Regions from separate parts of the Sus scrofa genome. Here region 2 is linked to region 1. The links are chromatin contacts, called in public Hi-C maps. All regions are on one chromosome and are shown on one strand. The core of a region is the stretch at or near the end of the contact, and the rest is flanking DNA. Distances in the headings are between cores, read along the strand shown. Region 1 holds the start of DOPEY2 (protein dopey-2). Region 2 holds the start of CHAF1B (chromatin assembly factor 1 subunit B).

Region 1 (5,470 bases), core at 824-3,323:
CCTCCGCCAGGGCCACAGCAATGCCAGATCCAAGCCTCATCTGTGACCTACACCACAGCTCATGGCAACGCCAGATCTTTAACCCACTGAGGGAGGCCAGGGATCGAAACCTCAACCTCATGGTTCCTAGTCAGATTCATTTTCACTGCGCCACGATGGGAACTCCTCTTTTCTTTTCTTTACAGGGCCACACCTGCAGCATATGGAAGTTCCCGGGCTAGGGGTCAAATCAGAGCTGCAGCTGCCGGCCTACGCCACAGCCACAGCAACCTTGGATCCAAACTGCATCTGTGACCTACGCTGAAGTCTGTGGCAACCAGGCAAGATATTCTATTTCTAAATACAGGGCACTTGATACTGTGCTACTGAGCAAGTTTTCTGGTAGGCTTGGTGAATCCATCACTTATGCATGTATTTCTCTCATGCAACACACAAGTCCTAAGAGATCGGTGTTATCAACCTCCAAATGAGGGTATTGGGAATCAGAAAACTGCCAGGGGTCACACAGCAAGCAACTGGCAGAAATAGGATTCTGGCTCAGCCAGGTGGCACAACTGAGTAGGTATAGAGCCTCACCTATATTACCCTACAGGTAAATTAATAGTGCAGCCCTTACAGAGCTCTTTTGACAATAATTTTGCAATCTATTCTGGATATCTTTTCTGTGAGAGGTTCAATAGCTCAGTAAAACTGATAAGAATTCTACAGCCTGGTAACAATTAGATACACAGGGGAAGAGTAGTATAAACAAGCCTATCAGAGCATATGTATCCGCCCAAAAAAAGGCAAATGTCAGCAGGAAATGGCTCACCTTATCCATTCTTAATTTCTTAGAAAAACAAATTCGAGTGAAAAGCCAACCAGCTAGATCCAACACAAGTTAATTTAAAAGATGTTTGCGTGAAAGACCATTTCTGAGTTAGATGAAAACACAAAAAACTGTCAAACAGTCACTCTCCACAATTGGGGACACTTATCAATAGATAATGATCCTTAGTCTCCAGCACAGAAAGGCTCATCTGCAATTGGCTTAATCAACTCTAGGGCATATTATTTTGAGTCGGGTCTTTCAGGGTGGTAATTAAATTGTAGTGGAAAAAAATGCAAGACACGAATGGGGGCAAGATTTGGGGGGAGAGGAGCGCCTCCACTGGCTTACCAAAAAAATCCTACAAAGGTTCTCCCACTGTAGGACAGCTGTCCCAGGTTAAGGAAACACCTGCGGGTAACAGCCTTCATAAGCAGCTGCGGTGAGGTGCTCAAGGACCAGCCAGGGCGGCAGCAGCCTGCAATCCTGCCAGACGCAGGGGCCAGGAGGGCAGGCAGAGCGCGCACTGCGGCTCGAATCCCTTCTGGGGACGGTCTGAAAGACTCGGGGTGGGGGGGTGGGAGGTGGTCCCTTAACAGAAAAGCCATTATCTTATAAAGGTCTCGATCCCCAAACCTGCTCCCCAACAGGACTGCGGGCAAACAAAGCCGCAGCTTCAACATCCGCCGCTGAGGTGAGAAGCGGGAAGGCGGTGACCCACCTGACCTCCACCTGCCAGAGGAGAGGCCGCGTCGGCCCGGCCGCTCTTCCTTCGCCTCGGGGAGCCAGGGAACTGGCAGGGGACCCCATTCAGCCTCCCGGGCTGCCCCTTGGGGGTCCTGGGCCGGAGCCCACGCCCACTCGGGGCCTCGTTAGGGCAGCCCCCGCACTGCAGCAGTGTGCGCCGCGGGTCCGGGCAGTGCTCGGGGGGAACCACCACCTGCACGCCAAGACCGCCTCACCGCGCTGCCCGAACCCTGTGCACCCGGGGGAAACGCCCCTGACGCTCGCGGGCCCGCAGGAGGAGACGCCCCGGTTCCCTCGGCTTCGCCTGGCGGCCGAGGGCGCGGGCCCGACTTACCGGGGGTGGCGGCCTTTCTCGGCGGGCTCGCCGAAGGGAGGCGCGGAAGAGCCGACCTGCACACGACTGGTAGAGCCGTGGGCAGCTGCGGCACGGCGAAGAGCCGAGACCGCGGAGGAAGCGCCGCGTCGGAGCCCCAGCCGCCGCGGCTCCAGGACACTGGGCGGGCTGGGAGGCGGATCTTCGGCGCGTGGGGGCGGGGCCATGGGGCGGGCTCTTGGCGCGTGGGGCGTGGCCTATGAGGGCGTGGCCTATGAGGGCTGGGTCGAGAAGCAGACCCTCGGCTCATGGGGGCGGGGCCAAGGGAGGGGGTCCTCTGCAGGCAGGACCGGGCAGACCTGGGAGGCGTGTCCTCGGCGCACGGGGGCGGGGCCAAGGGAGAACCCTCAGTGCGTAGGGCAGAGCCGAGGGCGCATCCTCGACGCTCGGGGCAGGGCCGGGAGGCGGGCCCTTGACTTGGGGGCGGGACCAGAAGACGGTACCGAAGCAAGCGGGGCGGGCCCTGGGGGCGCGTCCTCAGCGCGCGGGGGAGGGTCCTAGGTGCCCACTCCCCAGCGTCAGGCTTCCACCCCACCCTTCCGCCGCTTTCCCTCAGTGGGCGCCGCTCACTGCCTGAACAGCTAGGTCCCGCCCTCGCCACGGGTCTGCTCCTGGGAAGGTCTAACACAGGTGGGCAGGATGGCTCCGCCCCTCACCTGGGCCTTTCTTCACCCCTCCAATCTCATACACCCAAATAGAAAGGGACATCGGTCAGTGAATCGGCCTGCCCAAGGAGAGGTTTGGAGTTACAAAGACAGCCGTTGGACTCAAGAAAGATGGGGCTGGTGGCACTGAGACATGGGGACCACACCCAAACCCTCGGGGAGGTAGCGGAACGAACCCTTCCCTACAAGCTCTGACCACAGCAGGTTTAGGGACCCTGGCTAAGGTGCCTCAGCCGCACGGGCCACACTTTTCTGACCCTCGGCATCAGAGGAAAGAGTTTAGCTATGTGGGCTCTGGCTCAGAAAAGAGACCCGCATCAAGTCTAAATGGGATTTCTATTTTCGGATAGCTCTAACCTCTTCCTCTCATCCTCAAGAGCCTTTGGATCTGGACAGTCCAGACCGAACCTGGCCTGACTGCTGCAGAGCAAGATGCACCTTGATGACAGGAATCAGACAAAGTTCACCTGATATCCTGCTTGCACCTGCTGGGGCTCTCAGCCAACCAAAGCAGTGCCATCTGTTGGTTGAGGTTGTGATTTCTCCAAGCGGCCTCTTAACAGTTTAACCCCTCACCATTCCTTAGGAATTTTCAGATCTAGTCTGGGGTTCGTGAATGCTAGGCCATCCATGAAAGAGTTGAGGGTGGTGAGCATAGGGTGTCCACAAACATGTTGAAATTGTGTAGAATATTTAGTGTAAGTGTATATTTTCTGGAGAAAGAGTATATAGTTTGTATCAAATCCCCAAGAGGATCTATTGCTTCCCCCAAAACACCAAGAATATTCGAATAGTTTGGGATGTTGAACCTCTGGCCCAACCAGGCTGCTGCTACTGCTGCTTTTATTTATTTATGGCTGCACTGGTGATGTATGCAAGTTCTGGGGCCAAGAATTGAATCTGAGCCACAGCTGTGAACTATAGAAATGCCAGATCCTTAACCTGATTTCAGAGAGAGCAGTGAGTGATGCTTTGAAGCAAGATCTTAATTCTCTGCTCAGGAATTGAACCTAGGCAGCCTGGATGAACACCACAAATCCTAGCCACTAGAATCGTCAGAGACTAAAGCAGAATTGCCTTGATTCTTGCCTCCTGTTGAGAGCAAGAATGTTTCGAGGAGGCAAAGACCATAAAAACAGGTATAGAATTTATTGTTAGAAACACAGTACAACATGTGGGAGAGCATGCAGAGAAGTAGTCTATTTACCTAAGGCAGAAGCAAAGCAGTAATACACACTCAAAGGAGGAATGCGGCTGTAGGTGTCCCCCTGAATGAGGAGCACGCCAGGGAGGTGACTTCAGTCATTTATATAGGACAGTTCTTCCAGGTCTTTGTTTTCCTTTAGCCAATTATCTTGTTTTATTTCTCACACCTGACCAGACCCAGGCCCCTCCCGGATATGTGTGAGCCTCTTGTGGCCAAGACGGATTCCAGAGCAAAGGGTGATGGGACAGTTATCAGGACATATTGTGGCCTAGCACCCCCCCCCCTTTTTGGCCCCAGGAGTCTTTTGGTGCATGTGTAGTTGGGTCTCCTTGACCCCCGGAGTGATGGATGTGGTCGTCTTATCTTTTTACTCCAGCAGAGCTTAGCTCCTGCCATTAACTTTCCCCTTGATGTGTCAAAGAGAAGTAAGGCCCGGTTTCCTCAGCCCAACACGTCCCAGCTGTTAAGACTTAGTCCAGGGGTCATCTACCTCCTACCTCAAACCCACTGTGTCACAGTGGGAACTCCGCAGCCGGGCTTGTGATTCTGATTCCGTCTCCATCCATTTGGCATGTGACGAGTGTCCCAGATGCCCTCTAATGGTCAATTTTTAGGGATGGTCTTAAAGTAGAAACAGAGGAAAACTGTTTGAAGGACTGAGAATTTGGCAGGAAAAAGAATTTCATGAAAGTTGATTTCCTAATGAAGATGTGATAAGCTCCATTTTTACAAAAACAAAGTTGACAAACAGGTGTTTCTTTTCTTCCTTTTTTTTTTTAGGTTCCTCAAATCCCACCACTGCATTGAACTAATAGAGATTAAAAAACCTACTTAGGAGCTCCCCCTGTGGTGCAGTGGGTTAAAGGACCTGGCCTTGCCACAGCTGCAGCTTGGGTTAGATCCCTGGCCGAGGAACTGCCATATATTGTCAGTGAGGCAAAAAAAAAAAAAAAAAAAAAAAAAAAATTCTTGTACTGACCATGAAGAGAGAAGGAGTCTGTGCCAAAGTCACCATGTACAACTGTGTTGTAATGCATCTATATAAAATAATATATGTAATGTGCCTTGTGGTTGGGTTCCTTAGTGGTAAAGAACACCAGGTGTGTGGGAGGTTAATTGAAATGAACTTTGACAAATAAAGGTACTGTAAACCCTTTAAAGAACAACTCCGTTTATAATTAGGGTTGACAGTAAATGTACAACACTAAGATCTGAAAGTTTTTTCTTACGAGAAATCTGTTTACCTTGGCCAAGTTTTCTAGTCACCCTTGATCTCCCGAGCTGTGTTTAAGACATGTAAATCGGGTAGGTTCCTTGCGAAATAATACTCAAACTAATTAGGGCACTTCAGATGTAATTTAAATCAGAACGTTACCCCTTTGAGCAATAAAGAAGGCATTATAAATCAGAGGAAATGGGGGAGTTCCCACCGTGGCGCAGCAGCAACGAATCGACTAGGAACCATGAGGGCAGGCTGGATCCCTGGCCTTGCTCAGTGGGTTAAGGATCCCACATTCCCGTGAGCTGTGGTGTAGGTCACAGACGAGGCTCAGATCCTGAATTGCTGTGGCCCTGGCGTAGGCTGGTGGCTAAAGTTCCGATTGGACCCTAGCTTGGAAACCTCCATATGAATGGTCCACCTACTGGGGAGATTGGTAGGTAAGTGCATG
Region 2 (5,470 bases), core at 1,780-4,279, 200 kb before region 1:
TGTGCTGCCCTGGGCAACCCCACAGAAGACTCTGGCCAGCACCCTCCCACCCCCCATGGGGCTGCCACTCCCACCTCTCCCTCTACACACACACTGCGCATCAGGGCACCGAATGTAACCGGGTCTCTCTTCCTCCTCCTGCAAGTAGCATCTGAGATTTCTGCTTTATTTTTTAAATTTTTCTTTTCTTTAGGGCTGCACCTGCAGCATATGGAGGTTCCCAGGCTAGGGGTTTAATCAGAGCTGTAGCCACCAGCCTACACCACAGCTCACAGCAACGCGGGATCCTTAACCCACTGAGCGAGGCAAGGGATTGAACCCAACTAGTAACCTCATGGTTACTAGTCAGGTTCATTATCCACTGAGCCACGACGGGAACTCCTTTATTTTTATTATTATTATTATTATTTTTTTTTTAGTCTGCTTTATTTTTATTCTGACTTCTGGACTATTTTAGTTTTAGAGCATGACAAAAAGATTTATCAGACCTTCCCCTGTGGCTCAGCAGTAATGAATCCGAATAGTATCCCTTAGGACACGGGTTCAACCCCTGGCCTTGCTCAGTGGGTTAAGGATCCGCATTGCCTTGAGCTGTGGTGTAGGTCACAGACAGGGCTTGGGTCTGGCATTGCTATGGCTGTGGTGTAGGCCGGCAGCTACAGCTCAGATTTGAACCCTAGCCTGGAAACTTCCATATGCCATGGGTGCTGCCCTCAAAACCAAAAAAAAAAAAAAAAAAAAAAAGATTTACCTTTTCTGTATAGTTCTATGCCATTTTAAGCAGAAAATATGAATCAACTACTCCTACCAGACAAACATAATTTAGAGGGCCCTTTAGACAATACTCCCTAGGCCAATTAATGATTCATTACACAGAGACAGAATGGACCGCGATCACTTAAGGACAGTAAGCCAACAGTCCAGCAAGGCCAGGACAGTTGCCTTGGGACTCTGACAGAATGGCAGGCCCCTTCCAGCCCGGTGGGAAGAAGTGGGAAAGGGGCTACTTTCAAACGGGCCTTCTCAGTTTAAGCTGGCAGTGTTCTACCCCGTCACACTCCCCACATTATTTTGCAAAACCATTTAAATGACAGATTGAGAGGGTCAAGTGATCTCTAAAATCACAAAGTACACCTAGCGCAAATCTTGCTCTTGAATATGAGACACATGGAGATCTGAAAGAATTCTGACGCTGAATACTCACCATCCCCTCCTGATGCTAAGATTTCCCCATTTGGAGAAAAACGCACAACGTTGACAGCTTTGGTGTGGCGAGCAAGGTTGGACAGAAATTCCACAATGGCCTTTCCATCTGGTCCTTTTTCCACCTTCCAGATCTGTTGATGTGAAAACATTTGTTCCAGAGTTCCTGCCGTGGCTCAGCGGTAATGAACCCCAACTAACCTCCATCAGGATGTGGGTTCGATCCCTGGCCTCGCTCAGTGGGTTAAGGATCCAGCATTACCTTGAGCCACGTTGTAGGTCACAGACCTGGCTCAGATCCCGTGTGACTGTGGCGTAGGCTGGCAGCTGCAGCTCTGTTTCGATCCTTAGCCTGGGAACCTCCATATGCTGCAGATGTGGCCCTAAAAAGAATGAAAAAAAAAAAAAAAAAAAAAAAAAAAAACCTGTTCAGAGAAACACAGCGAGCACTCACTATACTGTGTCTACTAGACCAACACTATATTTACACTCAGAACGAAAACTGAATGTTTCTTTTGAAATGTAAAATGAAGTAGCTGCTCTCTGAAACACAACCCTGCAGTCCCACTGCCAGCCGTCCTCCCTCCCACCTCTTTCTAGGGCAAGCTGTTCCCCAAGAGGAACCTGGCTCGGGATTCTAAAATAAAGGGCATCCAGTGACATCAATCTAGGAAACGGGACCCCAGGAAGAAAGCTGCTCTTTTGCTCTCATGGTTGACTCCAGGCCCTGAGAATTTATCCCTCGCGACTAAATGATGTCTCTGTGTTTGTTGATATTAGTTATAAATAAAAGAGTGGAGAAGGCGGCCTCAGGGGTGCTTCCCCGCCCTTTCTAGCTCCGCCCCATTTACCCTGACAGTGGTGTCCACGCCCGCGGACGCCAGTCTGTGGATCCTCCCCGCGGTTCCATGCTGAAAGTCCAGGCTGTACACCGGCTCCTTGTTGTGCCAGGCGATTTCGCAAGTGATGACTTTCATCCTCCTGAGTCTTGCAGGGGCAAAATAAAATTCCTCGGGAACCGTTCTTTCTCCAAAGACGGAGGAAAGCTGAAAATCGTTGGTACAAGTTGAATATTAAAGCAGGAATGATGTACTGAAGGCTTATTATGAGCCAGGCACCCTGCCAACCATTTAAAATGCACGCTGTATTGGGAGAGGATGTTAATGTTAGCTCGCAAGTTCCACCTAAAATGGTTCGCCGAGTCTTGGCTGTTCTGCTTCTCCTCCTGCTACGGCCAGGAAAACAAAATGGAACACCCAGGCAGAGGAAATCAAGGGACCGGGCTGGCCAGGCTGCACGCCCGCCGCTGCTTAGCGTAGACTGGGGTTGGGGGGGTGGGGTGAGCAGCCCAGAGCGCCGGGGCCGGGCCGCCAGCAGGAGAGCCGGCGGCCGGGCCATCCCCGGGCAGGAGGCTGCCTAGGGTAGGGGTTGCCCAGGGGAGAGGGCCGCTCCGGGGAGGGGCTGTACAAGGAGCGGACTGAGGCCCTGGGCGAGAGGGCAGCCCCCTTCCTGCCGCTCCGGACCCGGCTCTGGGCCCGGGAAACCGAGACCTGACGTAGGCAGGGAGGAGGCCGCACCGCGCCAGGGACGCTCGCACGAACCCGGGCTTCTTGGGAGCTATCCCCGGTCCTCGCGGCGGGCCCTCGGTAAGAGCTTCTCGCCCCGCCCGGCCAGGCCCGGGAACCGCGGGGACGCGGGAGCCAGCCACGGGGACGACTTACCTGCACGGACCGAGTGAGGACCCGGCGCCGCCAGCTCCCGCCGCCTCGCGCGCCGCTTTTCGCGCGCTGCAGGCCCCGCCTCCTCGTGGGCGGGATCTCAGAGGCGCTCCGCCTCTGCGTGGGCGGTACTCCTAGAGGCCCCGCCCCCTACGCGAAGGCTGGTCAGGCGCCTCAAAGTCTACCGAATCTGTGCCGGCTCCCACCGGTTTTTTAATTCCCTGCGGACGGACGCACATTGGAGGATGGGGAGCGGTCATCGATCGATTCATTGGTGCAGTCACTTCTTCCCTTGTTAATTTATTCTTTTAGCAAACATTTACTGAGCATCTGCTGGGCCCTATACCCAGCCTCGGTACACAGTGGAGAGCGAAGCGGACTCAAAACTTAAAACTCAGAATTTACAGACGGGTAAAAGGAAACAAAGAGCCGTCCTATAGGACGGGTGAGGAGGCTGTAACCCTGAGACCCGCCCAAGACTACTAAATCCTTCCCTGGTGCAGCGAATATTTGGCAGCTGTGACCTGTCTTGGTCACTGGTGTTTCAAACATAACCACAGCAGAGACGGTCTTTGGAGCATCTGTAGCCATGTATACAAATAATAATAATTTAAAAATAAAGTGAAAAGAAGCGTGAAAGGAACAAGGTGCTCTTACAGTTCTGAAGACGAAGCTATTTTGGATTTGAGGGCTCAAAGAAAGTTTGAAGAGAAGGTGGCATTTGAAGTGGGCTCAGGTGATAGAGAGTTTTGGATGAGCTGCTCTGGCAAATGTAGATTCAAACTAAAGAAATTCACGTGTGCAATAGAAGCACAAAAGGAGGGGCACTGGGACCCCGCAAAGGGAAAGAATGGACGGGCCAATGATATGGAAGCCTTTGGACATGAATGAGCAGGTCCTATGGACATGGGAGTTTCAAAGGCAGTTTTAATTCTCATTCTAAATGATTTAGAATCGTGGTTGGCTGAGCCGAGATGTGCTCTGACAAACGGGCAGCCACCTTGTGCTGGCCAGCAGCAGGTTTCTGGGCCTTCAAGGTAGGAGGAACTTTGTGAAGGGAGTGCTACCGAGTGCAACCTTGCAAAAGACTGCCTGCCAGCCTCTCCTGCCTCATTCTCCCTCTCCCCACCTTCCCCTCTTCTCTCCCTCCAGATATATGGCCCTGAATTCAACCAGGTCTCTTCCTCCTTTTGCAAACGAAAATTAAGATTTCTGTTTTTTATGTATTGGCTCCAGATCGTTTTGGAGAATTCAAAGCTATGGGATTGTTTGGTACCTGGATTGCTTACAGTATATATAACTCAATTAGTAGATGTCGTTATAAACACTTTTCAAAAACAGAATTTAATGTTCTATTTTTTTTGGCTGCACCCTTGGCATGTGGAAGTTCCTGGGCTAGGGATGGAACCCACACAACAGCAGTGACCCATGCTGCTGCAGTTACAACACCGGATCCTTAACCTGCATCACCAGAGGAGAACTCCTAAATTTAACATTTTAAAGTGAGGTTGTAGGAGTTCCCGTCATGGCTCAGCAGAAATGAATCTGACTAGTATCCCATGAGGACGCAGGTTCAATCCCTGGCCTTGCTCAGTGGGTTAAAGATCCAGTATTGCTGTGAGCTTTGGTGTAGGTCGCAGACTCAGCTCGGATCTGACGTTGCTGTAGCTGTGGTATAGGCCGGTGGCTACAGCTCCAATTTGACCCCTAGCCTGGGAATTTCATATGCCACAGGTGAGTCCCTAAAAGAACAAAATTTTTTTAATTAAAAAAAAATAAAAAACATAAAGTGAGGTTGTAAATCAGAAGGCAGTAGATGCAGCAGGCCTTTTGAAATGGAATATTTTATCTGTGAGTTTCCTAGAAGATCAGGAAACAAATACCTTGCGATGCACAGCTTTAATTGATAAAAAAAGAACATCCAAGTTCATCTGAGGAGCCAACTCTTCCTGGCATTTTTAGGGAAGAGAATTGACATGAATTCTTTGGTTTTTTTTTTTTTTTTTTTGGCTTTTTGGCTTTTTGCCTTTTCTAGGGCTGCTCCCACGGCATATGGAGGTTCCCAGGCTAGGGGTCTAATCAGAGCTGTAGCCACTGGCCTATGCCAGAGCCACAGCAATGAGGGATCCAAGTCACATCTGCAACCTACACCACAGCTCACGGCAACGCCGGATCCTTAACCCACTGAGCGAGGCCAGGGATTGAACCCGCAACCTCTTGGTTCCTAGTCAGATTCTTTAACCATTGCACCACAACAGGAACTCCCCAACATGAAGTCATATAAATGCTGGTCAATGCTTTTAGACAGTTTTATGAAAGGTATAAGATCCATATGGCAGCGGCTCAGGTCACCTCGGAGATGGGTTCCATCCTTGGCCTGGGGCAGTGGGTTAAACGATCAGATCACAGATCACAGCTGGAGCTCGGATGCAATCCCTGGCCTGGGAACTTCCGTATGCTGCAGGTGCAGCGATAAAGAAGAAAGAAAGAGAGAGAGAAAGAAAAGGAAGGAAGGAAAGGAAGGAAGGAAGAAAGAGGGAGGGAAGAAG

Evidence for each region. Hi-C and Micro-C count contacts between places; a contact is called where the count stands out from the background.
Region 2: a Hi-C map of liver shows a contact between it and region 1, with 3 times the contacts expected there. The contact joins the promoter of CHAF1B here to the promoter of DOPEY2 in region 1. A contact is called at or near these places in 1 of 5 promoter capture datasets (fetal skeletal muscle), 4 of 47 Hi-C or Micro-C datasets (embryonic fibroblasts, fetal skeletal muscle, heart right ventricle and 1 more) and 1 of 2 datasets of contacts at active chromatin or transcription factors (alveolar macrophages).

The regions. Positions count from the first base shown.
Region 1 is chr13:199,844,625-199,850,094 of Sscrofa11.1, reverse strand. DOPEY2 (protein dopey-2) reads right to left here and starts at 2,073. Exons shown (of 39, transcript XM_003132763.4): 1 at 1,890-2,073.
Region 2 is chr13:200,045,655-200,051,124 of Sscrofa11.1, reverse strand. It overlaps CHAF1B (chromatin assembly factor 1 subunit B), which reads right to left and starts at 3,029. Exons shown (of 15, transcript XM_013982578.2): 1 at 2,925-3,029; 2 at 2,055-2,249; 3 at 1,205-1,337. The coding sequence starts at 2,180.